3 separate regions of the Sus scrofa genome follow, and regions 2 and 3 are each linked to region 1. A link is a contact called in public HiChIP or PLAC-seq and promoter capture Hi-C data. All regions are on one chromosome and are shown on one strand. Each heading gives the region's core, a stretch centred on a gene start, on an enhancer-like site or on the middle of the called end of the contact. The rest is flanking DNA. Distances are from core to core; before and after follow the strand shown. Region 1 holds the start of METTL21A (protein N-lysine methyltransferase METTL21A). Region 2 holds the start of FASTKD2 (FAST kinase domain-containing protein 2, mitochondrial). Region 3 holds the start of PIKFYVE (1-phosphatidylinositol 3-phosphate 5-kinase).

The links. Promoter capture Hi-C pulls out the DNA fragments that hold promoters and counts their contacts. HiChIP or PLAC-seq counts read pairs in DNA pulled down with a chosen protein or histone mark.
Region 2: a contact with region 1 is called in a promoter capture Hi-C map of liver, with 4 times the contacts expected there. The contact joins the promoter of FASTKD2 here to the promoter of METTL21A in region 1. A contact is called at or near these places in 3 of 5 promoter capture datasets (fetal liver, fetal skeletal muscle and liver) and 1 of 2 datasets of contacts at active chromatin or transcription factors (skeletal muscle).
Region 3: a contact with region 1 is called in an H3K27ac HiChIP or PLAC-seq map of alveolar macrophages. The contact joins the promoter of PIKFYVE here to the promoter of METTL21A in region 1. A contact is called at or near these places in 2 of 47 Hi-C or Micro-C datasets (embryonic fibroblasts and epiblast stem cells) and 2 of 2 datasets of contacts at active chromatin or transcription factors (alveolar macrophages and skeletal muscle).

Annotation. Positions count from the first base shown.
Region 1 is chr15:110,787,403-110,792,030 of Sscrofa11.1, reverse strand. It overlaps METTL21A (protein N-lysine methyltransferase METTL21A), which reads left to right and starts at 2,565. Exons shown (of 4, transcript XM_003133611.4): 1 at 2,565-2,827; 2 at 3,467-3,646. The coding sequence starts at 3,500.
Region 2 is chr15:110,019,096-110,023,723 of Sscrofa11.1, reverse strand. It overlaps FASTKD2 (FAST kinase domain-containing protein 2, mitochondrial), which reads right to left and starts at 2,326. Exons shown (of 12, transcript XM_005672124.3): 1 at 2,207-2,326; 2 at 697-1,519. The coding sequence starts at 1,416. MDH1B (putative malate dehydrogenase 1B) reads left to right here and starts at 2,487. Exons shown (of 12, transcript XM_021075195.1): 1 at 2,487-2,587.
Region 3 is chr15:111,369,494-111,374,121 of Sscrofa11.1, reverse strand. PIKFYVE (1-phosphatidylinositol 3-phosphate 5-kinase) reads right to left here and starts at 1,905. Exons shown (of 43, transcript XM_013984434.2): 1 at 1,770-1,905.

The sequences.
Region 1 (4,628 bases), core at 1,316-3,815:
ATGTCCAAAAAAAAAAAAAAAAAATTCTCATCACAGGGGGAAAAAAACTAAGTGAAGTGATGATGTCAACTAAATTTACTATGGTAATCATTTTGCAGTATTTACATATATCTGGTAATAATGTCGTATACCATAAACTAATATGACATTACATGTCAATTATATCTCAATAAAACTGGGGAAAAAACATGCTCCACATCATATGTCACTAGGGAATTACAGATTAAAACAACAAGGAGATACCACTAAAAGCCCATCAGAATGGCCAAAATTCAAAACGATGACACCACCAAATGCTGGTAAGGATGTGAGCAACAGGAACTCTCGTTTCTGGTGGGATTGCTAAAGAGTACAGTCACTTCGAAACAGTTTGGCAGTTTCTTATAGAACTAAACACATGCCACTAGGAAATTACAAATTAAAACAACAAGGATACCACTAAAAGCCCATCAGAATGGCCAAAATTCAAAACACTGACACCACCAAATGCTGGTAAGGATGTGAGCAACAGGAACTCTCGTTTCTGGTGGGATTGCAAAAGAGTACAGTCACTTCGAAACAGTTTGGCAGTTTCTTATAGAACTAAACACACTCTTTCGGTGACTCAAGGATGATGCTCCTTGATATCTCCCCAAAGGACCTAGAAACTTACATCCACTGAAAAGCCCAGGAATGTTTATAGCAGCTTTACTCATAACTGCCAAAACCTGGAAGCAACCAGGATGTCCCTTAAAGGATAGATGGATAAACTGTACTACACTGGAATGTTTGTCATTTAGCACTAAAAAGAAAGAGCAAACAATAAAAAAAAGACATGGAGGAATCTTAAACGCACACTAAGTGAAGAGAGCCAATCTGAAAAGGCTACGTACTGAACCATTCCAACTATATGACGTTCTGGAAAAAGGAAAACTATGGATAGTTTAAAAAAAAAAAAATCTGTGGTTGCCAAAGTTGATGTGTAGAGGACAGAGGATTTTTTAGGAAGTACAACTAACTACTCCGTATGATATTATAATGGTGGATACACATCTTCTACATTTGTCCACGCTCACAACATATATAACACCAACAGTGAACTCTAATGCATAAACTGTGGTCTTTGGGTGACAATGATGTGTCAGTGTAGGTTTATCAGTTGGAGCAAATGTACCATCCTAGCGGGAGATGTTGATAATGAGGGAGGCTATGCATGGAACAGAGAGTGTGTGGGAAATCTTGCCAACGTTACTGTGAACTTAAAATTGCCCTCAAAAATAGAATGTATACATGTATGTGTGAGTGGGTCACCTTGCTGTACAGTAGAAAATGGACAAAACACTGTAAACCAGCTATAATGAAAAAATAAAAATCATTATAAAATAAAAAACATTGCTCTCAAAAATAAACTCAATCACATAAAAAATTAATAATAAAGAAGCAAAGCTAAAGAAAAAAAAAAGAGTAAAAGACCTTCACCAGTGACCTTCAAAGTTCCGTTCAAATCAACTTTGCAGTCCCAGGGCCCCACCCACGCCTCCCTCCTCCAGGAAGGAAAAGGAAATGTGGACAGAGCCCGGCACGCCCCCTGCGGGATGCGAGGAGAGGGGGTGGTTTAGGTCTGGCTCAAGCTTCTAACCAGTGGCCGCGGGGCGCAATCACCAGGAAAGCTCTAAAAAAAAATGCCAAGGCTCGGGTCCCACCGCACACCAGCTGAAACTTTCCCCTGGCAGAGTCCTGGTCTGCGGAGATGAAAAGCGCTCCGGTTTATTCCAACGTGCAGGGAGAGCTGAAAATCGCCCTCTCCTGAGAGTGCGGCGGCGGGGGGGTCACGGCGGCTGGGAGTCCAGATCCGAGAAGAGAAAGAATCTTTCGGAGAGAAGGATGCGGCCCCTGCCGCCGTCACATTCTTGGGTGCTCACTTCAAGCTGAGCGCTTCCCAAGGGCCTGCGGCCAGGTGCCACACTCTCAGCAACTTTCGTCTGGAGAACGGGTGTTCGTTCCCAAGCCAGGGGCGCTAACTTTCTGTCCGGGGAGGAAGGAAGACCTGGACCTCCGGTCTACACCGGGCGCCCCGCTCGGCTTTTGCTCTCTAGTTGAGAAGGGCTTTGTCACGTTTCCCACTCTACCGCCACGGAGCGCCGGATTGCACCAATTCGAACCTCACTTTGCTAATACAAGGACGGATGGGTGACCACGTATTCTTTGGAGCGAATTTTCTCCTACACCCGCTAACTAGCCACCCTTAAAACTAAAAACAGGCAAACACACACGTTTAAGAAACACACACAAAAAGACGCGCGCGCCAAAACGAGCGCATAGATAAGCGGCCCCAGCACCAGGTGGGCGGCCTCCCACTCCCCGGTCGCCACGGTACCCACGCCTTCGGCGCTCCCGCCCGCGGCTCTGCACCTCGCTCTCCCGGGCCCCCCGGGAAACTGACTTGGCCGCAATCCCCTGGGGACCCACGCGGGGGAGGGCCCGCCCCCAGCCAGCACTTGTCCTGGGAAGGCGGGGAGCTGGGAAGGCGGGGAGCCGGAAACGCGTGGCCCCAGCGCGGGCTGCCCACCTCCGCGCGCGGGTCATTTCCGCCGCCGACCTCGGGGCGGGGAGAGCAACGCGCGCACCAACCCGGCGCCGCCTCGGGAGCCGTAGGTAGAGGGGAGGCTGCGCTGCCGGCCGGGGTGTGTAGCCCGCCCGGCTCTTGGGACGCTGAGCGCGCCTTCGGCCTTCGGCAGGGAGGCCGCGGGCGCTCCCGAGATGGGGCAGGAAGCCCGCGCGTCTGGGGATCCGTAGCTCCCGGCCCGATCCCGCCGGTTCCCGCAGCTTTGGGGCCCGCGGGAAGGACGTACGTACCTGTCGGACCTTCAGTGGGGCGGGCGGGGGTCAAGACTATGAGGAGGTCTCCGAGCCGCGGTGCCCCAATCTATCCTGGACCCGGGGTCTCGCTCGCTGAAAGCGACTCGGAATCCACTAGCGTCTTTCACTTCCAGTGCAAGAAATGTAACTGCGTTGAGCGTGTATAGCCGGCTGGTGTCGTAAAGCGGGATAATCTTACCGTTAACCCTTCATTTAAGTTCAGACGTCTGTGGGGTCGCTCTTGAACGCAACGATTTAGAGAGAGCAAGGAAGACCAAGAAAGAAACAACAATATAATGCCCTGCCCAACGCAGCGGCTTGCAGCTGCAGTCTACACGGGCCCCGGCAGTTTAGAAAGCGCTACTTTCTCCGCAGTCCTGGGCTGTCACCTCTACTTTGCTCACTCTTCGCTCAGCTGCGAATTCGTCGAGCGGCTACAGCACGAACTCAGAGCGATATCTCACTTCCCAGAAGAGCCATGTAAAAGGAATGAGACAAAGGCTTCTTTCCTCGAGTGTTAATTATTTTGAACTCGTAAAATGACCTTAAGAAAGCAATTGTAGCTACTTAAGAGGTAATAATACTTTTTCTGGCTAGAAGCATCACGCAGAATTCTTTTGCTCCACAGCTTTGAGGGAGCAGGGAGCTGGGCTCGGACGAGATGGCCCTGGTGCCCTATGAGGAGACCGCAGGAATGGGGCTGCAGAGATTCCACAAGCCTCTTGCCACCTTCTCCTTTGCAAACCACAGGATCCAGATCCAGCAGGACTGGAAGCAGCTGGGAGTCGCTGCCGTGGTTTGGGACGCGGTAAGTAACCCCCGGGGGGAGCCTCCAGCAACTGATTATAAGACTGGTCTTTATTTTTTTTTAATAATAGTTTTATTGGGATATAATTCTATACCGTACATTTCATCTATTTAAAGTAGTTTGGTTTTTGTTTTTTTTTTTCTTAAGTAAATCCACGGAGTGGCCCAACTGTCGCCACACTCAATTGAAAACATTTCATCATCCCACTCCCTTCAAAAAAATTTCTAGGAGTTCCTGTAGTGGCACAGTGGTTAACAAATCTGACTAGGAACCATGAGGTTGAGGGTTCGATCCCTGGCCTTGCTCAGTGGGTTAAAGATCTGGCATTGCTGTGAGCTGTGGTGTAGGTTGCAGACGCGGCTCAGATCCTGTGTTGCTGTGGCTTTGGCATGGGCTGATGGCTACAGCTCCAATTCGAACCCTAGCCCAGGAACCTCCATATGCCACAGGAGCGGCCCAAGAAAAGGCAAAAAGACAAAAAAACAAAACAAAACAAAAAAAACTATTAGAATCAATTCCCTGTTCCCTTACCACCAAATAGATTGTGTTTTAAGGGTGAATAAAGAAAGCTGAGAGAAACGAAGTGACTTGCCAGCAATTTACCCATTGGGAAGAAGGAAGACTGAAAAGAAAGCTGGAGACCCTGTTTGGGACACTCATTCATTTAGGTTTCACATTAAGTTTAACGTTGCACAAAGAATATTGTAAAGTAACGAAGCCGAAAGTGACGAGCATGTGTTTTCTTGAAGTTTTCCATAGTTGTAAGGATCAAACAATTATACCATAATTGCTTCTTTTTCCTCTCCCAGCACTGTTCTGTCAGTGGCATGTGACAGAACCTTGTCCTCAGCTTCTAGCACCTCACCTGGGATTAAGGGGGAGCACATGGAATGTTGGATAAATGATTGGCGTAGATACAATTTTACATTTTAACATTGTATTAGGGATGTTAGAGAAACATTTAGTAATAAAAATCTTGACA
Region 2 (4,628 bases), core at 1,077-3,576, 770 kb after region 1:
AACGATCATCACAACCAAATTTTGTGGCCATTATTTTATAACTGTAATTACTCCGTATGTTCAGCATAATGCCTATAACAAGGTACATGTAAGATTCACTAAACAAATGTTGGTTATTTTTGCAATTACCTACAATAAATCTGTCAGCCGCTCTAGATTATAAGGGCAGGAATCACGTCTTCTATATCTTTACATCCTAGTTAACAAGTGTAGTAATTGATACATAGTTAACAATCAATAAATATTTACTGCATGAATAAACAAATCCACTAGCTATAAGACTTCGGCTAAGTTGCTTAACACAAAATCCAGGTCCTGACCTGCAAAACTGAGGTAACATCAACCATAGGAAGCTAATGAGAAGATTAAATACAACTAAGGAAGTAAAAGGTATAGGTACTCAATACATATTACTTCCCTTCCCTTCCCCCTTCAACTACCTAAACTTGCCTTGTATATTTTATCTCTCATTTTAGCTTATCACTATTACTCAATTCTGGAGAAGAAAAATGGGGCAAGGTGTCATAAATTTCTAAAGCAACAGCAAGTCTAGCTAACTTAAGGTCTCTAAATGATATAATTTGTAGAAACAAATATACACTACCATTTCCCTAATAAGTTTCTTTCAAGTAGGCTACATATCTATTTCCTATTACTCTTTCAAGATATGCTAAAACAGGTATATCTTGATTTTACCTGGACCACCCTCAGCAAAGTCTGTACGAGTAGCGTGTTCTGAGGAATCCCGAGCTTCACTATGGCATGAAGACTGAACAGGAGGTCGTCGTAGTGCATGATCTTGGCTTCTCTCATAGCTTGTTCACACAGCTGGCTAAACACAGGGTGGTTAAACATCAGTTGTTTCTCAAAGCGCTTCTGGTCACTGGACATCCTCTTGGCAACTATCCACATGGCTGAGAAATAGTTACTACTAGGAAACCTAGGTGCTTTGGAAAATATATCTAACACATCACTCAGGGAATTACACTCCTGAGACAGTGTGCTACAGCTGATCCGGGCCGGTTTTGTTCCCTTGGTGAGAACATCCTCCTTGGAGGCCTTATGTTGAAAGTTTTTCTTCAATCCATTATCAGCAGCAAGAGGGTGATTTGAGTCAAAGGACAGTCTTCTAGAACAAAGTGGTCTGTCAACTGTAAAGACTGTTGCAGTGCTTATGCCCTTTGTTTGAAAGTCATCACCTCCAGATTTAAAAATTAAGGCATTCTGAAAGAGACATCTAATAGATGACTGCATTCTATTACCAAAGTTATTTAAAAGGCTTCTTTGGTTCCAGTTTAAATAAACAATTTGTCGTCTGCAAAATCCCAAAGGATACAGCCTCACAGTTCTGCCGGATGGAACTAAACTACTGAATTGTCTGAGGTTCCATAAAAAGGAACCTGTTCTGTTATTCATTTTGCTAGCCACCGAAACACTTTCAAATGGCTTTAAAGTCCTCAATATGACTCACATGTCGCTGTCACTTCTACTAAGGAAAGAGAGCACATGCCATCATTTCCTGTAGGGGAAAGCGTTAGGAAAGAAATAAGAATTAGAATAAAACTTCTACTTAAAAATACGAAATGCATTCAACAGAGACTAAAGTGGGAATCTAGGAAAATATTCAAGATTTATGTTAAAAGGGTGAAACCATTTATCAGTATGGGCTTCCATACTTCTACAACAGTGTGTACACACAGTCCATAAAGGAGCAGTTACTTTGGAAGTTGTTTTTGTGTAAACTAAGGTTTTGGAAAAAAAAAAAAAAATGATGTGGGTTGCTAATGGAAAAGTTTTCCTACAAAGCTTCCTCTGCAGTAAGGGGTTTTATGTTACCACTGCCTTGGCGGTGTCTTCAATGAAAAGCGTTTAACATTGATGGCTACTTTTTAACACGAAGATTTAACAACGGCTGAAACACGGACTATTAGGAATAAGGACTTGGACAAACAGAACAGCTCAGGAGAGGAAGCAGCAAAATAGAGTGATGTCTACATATGGCTGGCGCTTGGGAGGGAGATACACCAGCTACTCTCACCGGGTCTCAGGACCCATGTCCGGAGTCCGTCCTTCCGGAGCTGTGCGTTCCAGTATTAACCCACCACCCGAGACTCACTTCTGGGGCAACTCCTGAGACCCTTCTCCAAAAGACAAGCGGTCTAGGGCGTACGGCCAACTGTTCCACCTATACCAGTCCTCCACTCACCTTAGACTAGAACCCCGTGGTCTTACCAAGGCACAGCCACCACCACTTCCCCGAGAGCGGAGAGTATCGCGAGATTTTACGGATCCTTCATAGGTCAAAAAGTGTACGTTCGCGGCGCTTGGAAAGAATTACTTAGTTTCACGAAAAGAATGATTGGTTTTTCTTAGCTGCAGGGATAGAAAGGGTGGAGACCACAGAACTTTTAATAGCAGTGTAAAACCCTGTAGCCTAACACCTAACTTCTCCAGCTGGGAGTCAAAACTTCTCGCTCAACTTCGGAGTGCGCCTGCGCTGGGTCCTGGCGTCGTGGTTGCCTGGAAACCGTGAAGCCGCGGTTCCAGCTGCTGCATCCCAACTTCATGGCCAAATTCGTGCTCGCGGGTGAGTGATCCCCGCGTCCCTCTGGAGATCGCTCAGAACAGCAACAACTGCTCACCTCCTATGGCCCCTTGGCAGTGATCTTCTTAATTGGCCTCTGTTCTAGCAACTCCAGACTTTACATGGACCACCCTGGCTTTCTTACGCTTTCATTCAAAGATGTTTATTGGGCAGTGATTGTGTGCAAAGCACTGATGGAAGCAGGGGACACAGTGAGGGGAAAGACATTCCTGCCTTCGAGGGCCTTTCAGTCTTGTGGGATACAGAAGCGTGTAAACAAGTAATTTTGGTATAGTGTGATTAATGCAATGAGGGACATGTGCACGGGGCTTTGGCAGGTGTTATAAGAGCTGGTTTGTGAGGATTTGGAATAAAAAAAAACATTCCAGAAAAAGGCATAGAGGCTGCAAGTCTCAAGGCCTAAGGTACGGTCTGGATATAGAGGAAGTGAGTGGACTTGGGGGTAGAATGGGAGCAGGAGCCAGATCTTTGCACTTCAGTTACACCAAGCAAAGGTGTTTGAACTGTATCTTGAAAGCCATGAGGAGTCATTTAAAAATTTTAATCAGGAGAATATCTTAATTAGTTGGCATTTTAGGAAATACACGTTGTCAGCAATGGAGGAGAAGGATTGGAAATGTTGCCTGGCATCCAGAAAGCCACTGAAGGAACTTTTACTGCAACAGGCTATTGCACCTGCCTCCTTTTCTTTTCAGCAAGTTTCTCAAAAGAGTAGACTGCTCTTTTATCTTCAGGTCCTTCTTCCACTCAGTCTGGCTTCTACTTCTACATCCTTTCAGAAATGGTCTTCGCTGAAGTCACCAATGATTTTTAAAAAGCTGTCCAGTCCCTGTCTTATTTGGCCTCTTTGATGCATTAACAAATTGACATCTTCCATCTGAAAAACCTATTTCCTTCGCCTCTTTATTCATTTAGAAGGATATTTTTGAGCAATGGCTGATATGCTGGGAAGACAGTGGTAAGCAGATGTACAAAGAATGTTACATTTATGAGAGTGGCAGGGCCAGGTTCTGTAGGAGTAGTGGCAAGGGACCTTACTTAGGCAAAGACTTCCCAGAGAAAGTGATTTTTTTAAACAGAATCCCGAAAGATGAGTGTTACCTATCAGAGAGGATGTAGGGAGGAAGAGAGTAATTTAGACACCAGTAGCAAGGCATGGGACTGGAATGAGGAGAGGTAGTTGGATGATTCTTGAGAGTAAACAATAAGCAGAAAATGCAACTAGATTAAGTAGGGTTGGAATATAGAGTACAAGAAAGACACTGTCATCAGTTGAGGCCAGCATGACATAATGCAAATTCTTATGAGCCATGTTCAGTATTTTAAACTTTATCCGAAGTACATGGAAGGTTTTAGGAAGGAGATGCATTTTACCTGAGTGTTGTCACTGCAGTGTGAGAAGAAATAGACTGGATGCCCAGAGTCCAGTTAGGTTCTATAGCCCAGGAAGGAGATAATGATAGGATGGTAGACAATGGAAAACGAAAGAAGCAAATGGATTAGAGAAGTGTTAGGGAAACAGAATCTGTACAACTATACACTTAAATGGATGGAGGAATGATACAAGGGAGAGGAAAGAGTTAAAATTATTCCCAAGCAGTAGTTTGCTTAACTGTGTAGAAGAGGAGTCATTGAAAGAAAGCAGAATAGTAGGCTTCATACTTTGGGTACTCTTATTCTTAAATAACTGAGTAAATAGACATACGAACATAAGAGAAAGAGCATATTTAGTGGGAGAATGGTGGCAGAGTCTGTCATAGACATGGCAAGTGCCTATGAGACATTCAGCAGGAATTGAGTGAGTTCCTGCTGTGGTGCAATGGGTTAAGAATCTGACTGCAGTGGCCTGGGTCACTGTGGAGGCTCACTTTTGATACCCCACCTGTCACAGTGGGTTAAAGGATCCAGCATTGCTGCGGCTTCAGTTCAGATTTAATCCCTGGCCTGGGAACTTCCATATGTTGTGGGTGCGGCCATTAAAAACATAACAGTAGGAGTTCCCATCATGGGGCAGCGGGAACAA
Region 3 (4,628 bases), core at 656-3,155, 580 kb before region 1:
GAAATTAGGTGGCGATTAATGAAGTGTAAACTCAAAAAGGGGAAGGGGGGGCAGAGACTTCACTTGGGAGAAAGGATAATGTGACCTCAAAAACAACCTGAAGGCCTTGGAGAACACCCTACATCCTACTTTTGACACAAGTAACATGAGAAGCAGAGGCAGCAACCTCCCCAGAGTCTTAGCATCACGCCTAAGGGTCACCCACATATTAGGCTTTGAAGATAAAAGATAAAAATTACCGTGAGCACACTCACCAAGTGTAATTTCTGAAACAAATATAATCACAGAGTTCATCTCAATAACTACATAGTGATATCAGGATCCTGAAAAAACTGCCTTACCACCCTTATTACCTGGTAGCTTAAAACTTCGATATAAACTAGGACGCTTTCCTATCCGAGAAGTAATTATAAGTATTAACTTACTCATTCAAAAACCACTCGTGTATCAGCAGCACTAGTGAGGAATCCTACTAGTGTATGCAGACCCACTATCAAAAAGCTAATCAGATGTTGAAAATAAGCCTGCTCCATGAGCCAAAACAAAATTTTAACAGACAGAAAAATCCAAGTATCAGCTCAGTCATTTCTAAGTACCGAATACTTTTTTTAAGTACTCAATACATACCTAACAATGCAGGACAGCTGAATACTAGAAGCATTATTTTCCACCTACAAAGATTTTTTGGTTCAACTTTTGATCGATGTACCAACAGATCAAGGTTTTCTAAAGGAAAACCACATGATCCATATGACTTCCCAGAAAGAAGAAAAAGGGAGGACACAGGAGAGTAGACTCTCTCTGCAGAAGAAACTTCACCCGCCCATCTTCGTCACAAACTCGAATCCAACCCAAAGAAACTAAGAATATTTTTTGCTGGAATTTTTATAGTGGGAGTTTGGGAGTGCCGGAAAACAAGACTCAAATATTTCAGAAATATGATTCAAATAAATCAAAAATAAGACAGCACAATATACCAAGAAACTACCTCTGCGGTCAGTACAGGAATAATTTTACAAAAGGAGGCGCTGAATCAGTACAGGATAATTTCATATATATATTCATCAGGTAAATAAAAATAACTTAATACTGAATTCCAGTATTTCTCATATTTCCTGAATGTCTTAATAATAACTTACGTACTGAACAGGAGATGCCTCATTTTTATATTCCATTCTCGACCTTTTGTTGGGAACGTTCTAAACAAGGGGAAAATACGAACTGGGAAATCCTCTCCTCAAGAGACTTTGAAACATAGGTACACATGGTAAAGCCTCAAATAGCAGAAGCAGGGAGTATATACATATTTGAAACCCCATTGTTAGTGTCGTTTCTGCAAATTAGGAACTTTCTTGCCCAGTCTGTGAATACATCTCTGAAAGAAAGGCTCAGAGCTTATCCATCAGAGGGAGGAGGAACTGGACTATGCATCTCAGAAACCAGCTCAAGTGCACGGGACAAGAGGAGGAGCAAGGGAACTTCAGAGGTTTCCAAGGAAACCTCTTAAAGCGCAGCCCCACCCGGCTCCCTTCCCCACTCGCCAGGCAAGGGGCAGCTGGGGAATTAAGGAGCCGGCTGACTGAGGGGACAGGTTCTCCTGCTCTTCTTTGCCCTGCCTCGGCCACAGCCCGGCCTCCAGCCGCGGTAGTGAAGCCCCAGCTCTCGCCTTCACTTCGGATTTCCCCTCCGCTCCGCCCCAGAGCTTCTTAAACCCGCCTTCCTCCCCACCCTCAGGCCCAGCCGGCCGCGCGCCAGGCCCCCTCCCTTACCTGCGCCTCCTGCCCCAGCCCCGCTGGCCTCCCTCCACCCCAGCCTCGGCTTCACCCAGTTCTGGAGCAGGAAGGCGACTAGAAAGGACAGCGCCGGCTACTCAGGCCGCCGGCGGTTGCGGCAGGAAGCAAAGCTGCTTACATGGTTGCTGCGGCTTCTCGCTTCCCCCCCAAGGCTCCGCCCTCTGTTCCTCCTCCCCTCCAATCCGCCACTCTCCCAGGGCCCGGCTCCGCCCTCCCCGCCCCGCCTGCAGGACGTTCGGATCAGACGCTCAGACAGAAAGAGTCCAGCCCAGATAGAGTCGTGCTCGACACCTTGACCGAGATAAAGCCGCCTCAGCCTTTCTGGAGGAAGCCACCGCGACTGCGCGCGTGAGCATCACGCGTGCCGGGTCAGCGGATGGGTGCTGACTAGATTGCAGTTACCGTATGTGTTCGATGATGTGGGCACCAACATCATCGAACACATATATTACCAGGCTCGGCATTCTTATGGACTGACGTTCCTTTGAGTAATATAGAGCACCTAGAGCAAAAACTGTTGTCAGACTAGAGTGATTCTGCCAATGAGCCCTGTAACCTGAAACAAATTACTTATTGCTTTAAGTTCCAAACCTCTTATCTGTAAAATGGGGTTAATGACAGTACCCATTTCACAGATAATTTTTTGAAGATTAAATAAAACATTGTACGTAAAGAATTTGGCATAGGAGTTCCCGTCGTGGTGCAGTGGTTAACGAATCCGACTAGGAACCATGAGGTTGTGGGTTCGGTCCCTGGCCTCACTCAGTGGGTTCAGGATCCGGCGTTGCCGTGAGCTGTGGTGTAGGTTGCAGACGCGTCTCGGATTCCACGTTGCTGTGGCTCTGGTGTAGGCCGGTGGCTACAGCTCCGATTGGACCTCTAGCCTGGGAACCTCCATATGCCGCGGGAGCGGCCCTAGAAAAGGCAAAAAGACCAAAAAAAAAAAAAAAAAAAAAGAATTTGGCATAGTGTCTAATCCAGAATAAGTGATGTTAGCTCTACAGCTAATTTTTTCACTGAAATTTTTTGTTGCAAGGACTGGCGCAAATAAAGTCACCAATCCCTGTCTCGCTTTATCGTCCTCACCAGCCTTATCCATCATTTTGCTATTTTAATTTAATTCTGCAGGCCCTTTCCCCACAAGAATTTTGGCAAATCAGCACCCAGTTTTCCTTGAGTTGTGTCTTCTCAGAGTAGTATCCAAACCTGAAGGCTGATAGCAGTATAAATCCTGGTCACCATCTTCAGATGGGCCCCTCAGCAATCAGCCGGGGAGTTGGTAGTCAAATTCTTCCATTCCTCACTACTGCTACCCCACGCCACCACTGGTGACCTTCACTATCATACTCAACAAGAGAATTTCATCTACAAATGAAATAACCCAAGTGTTGGGTCTGATTCCTAACTAACCACCCCCATGACATTTACCTGCATCCACATCTACCCTGACCTGACTCCTGTCCTCATCTCTGGGAGAAAGAAGCCTCTTCTTTCCCCGATCAATCTTCGCAGCTCTCAATCCACCCTCTCAGATCTCCCGTGGGAGTTTCCACCATATCTTCAACCTCTCTTTTTTCAATAACTCTTCCTCCTCAGCCTGTAAACATGCTCAAGTCTATGCCTTCCAAAAACAGAAAGAAAAGCAAACCCACCCCTTGTAATTAGCCTGGTGACATGAATGTTTCATACACCTACCATGAAGTGTAAATTAAATCAAGAGACCAAATGAACAGGATACCCCAGTCAATACACTAATGTATATAGAAACCTCATGTGAACTATGGCATTTGGAATGGATAAGCAATGAGATCCTGCTGTATAGCACAGGGAACAATATCTAGTCACTTTTGATGAGACACGATGGAGGATAATGCAAGAAAAAGAATGTATATATCTGTGTGACTGGGTCACTTTGCTGTACAGCAGAAATTGACAGAACACTATAAACCAGCTATAATGGAAAAAATAAAAATCATTTTTAAAAAAAGAAACTCCATATACGGTGTTAAAAGGTAACATATTAAAATGTCTAAGAGTTTATCTGAGCAAGAAATCGGGCATCCCCAAATGCAAAGAGGTTAGAAGCACTCCATGGACAGAAGCTAGGGGAAAGACTTACAAAGAGGCTGAAGCAACTCAAGAAAATTATTTGATTGGTTATAGCTTGAGCTGATGGCTTATTTGGGAAAGTCTAGGTGGCTGTTTGTGATTGGTTATCTTTGGTTTCATATTTCTAACCTTGAGGCATTACAGGCTTGGGTTTTGGTTTGCTTACATAGGTTACTAAAACATTGGAGCCTCCTCAGTCTAAGGGGCCTCCAGATTTAAGATAACAATGATAAAATGGCCATTTGACAGACACTTTTTTTTTTTTTTTGTCTTTTTGCCATTTCTTGGGCCGTTCCTGCAGCATATGCAGGTTCCCAGGCTAGGGGGCCAATTGGAGCTGTAGCCCCCAGCCTATGCCACAGCTGCGACCTAGGCCACAGCTCATGGCAACAGGGGATCCTTAACCCACTGAGCAAGGCCAGGGATCAAACCTACGTCCTCGCGGATGCTAGTCGGGTTCACTAACAGCTGAGCCAAGACAGCAATTCCAAAAAAAGCAGTTTAGATTCTCACCTCATTCCAGATATCAAAATTAACTCAAGGTGAATTTTTTAAATATAGAAGGATACTTTATGTAAATATCTGCCTCAAAAACTTTTGTCAGGATTTCCCACTGTGGCTCAGCAAGTTAAGAACCTGACTAGTATCCATGAGGATGCAAGTTCGATCCTGGCCTCGATCAATGGGTTAAGGATCCAGCATTGCCATGAGCTGCAGTTTAGGTCA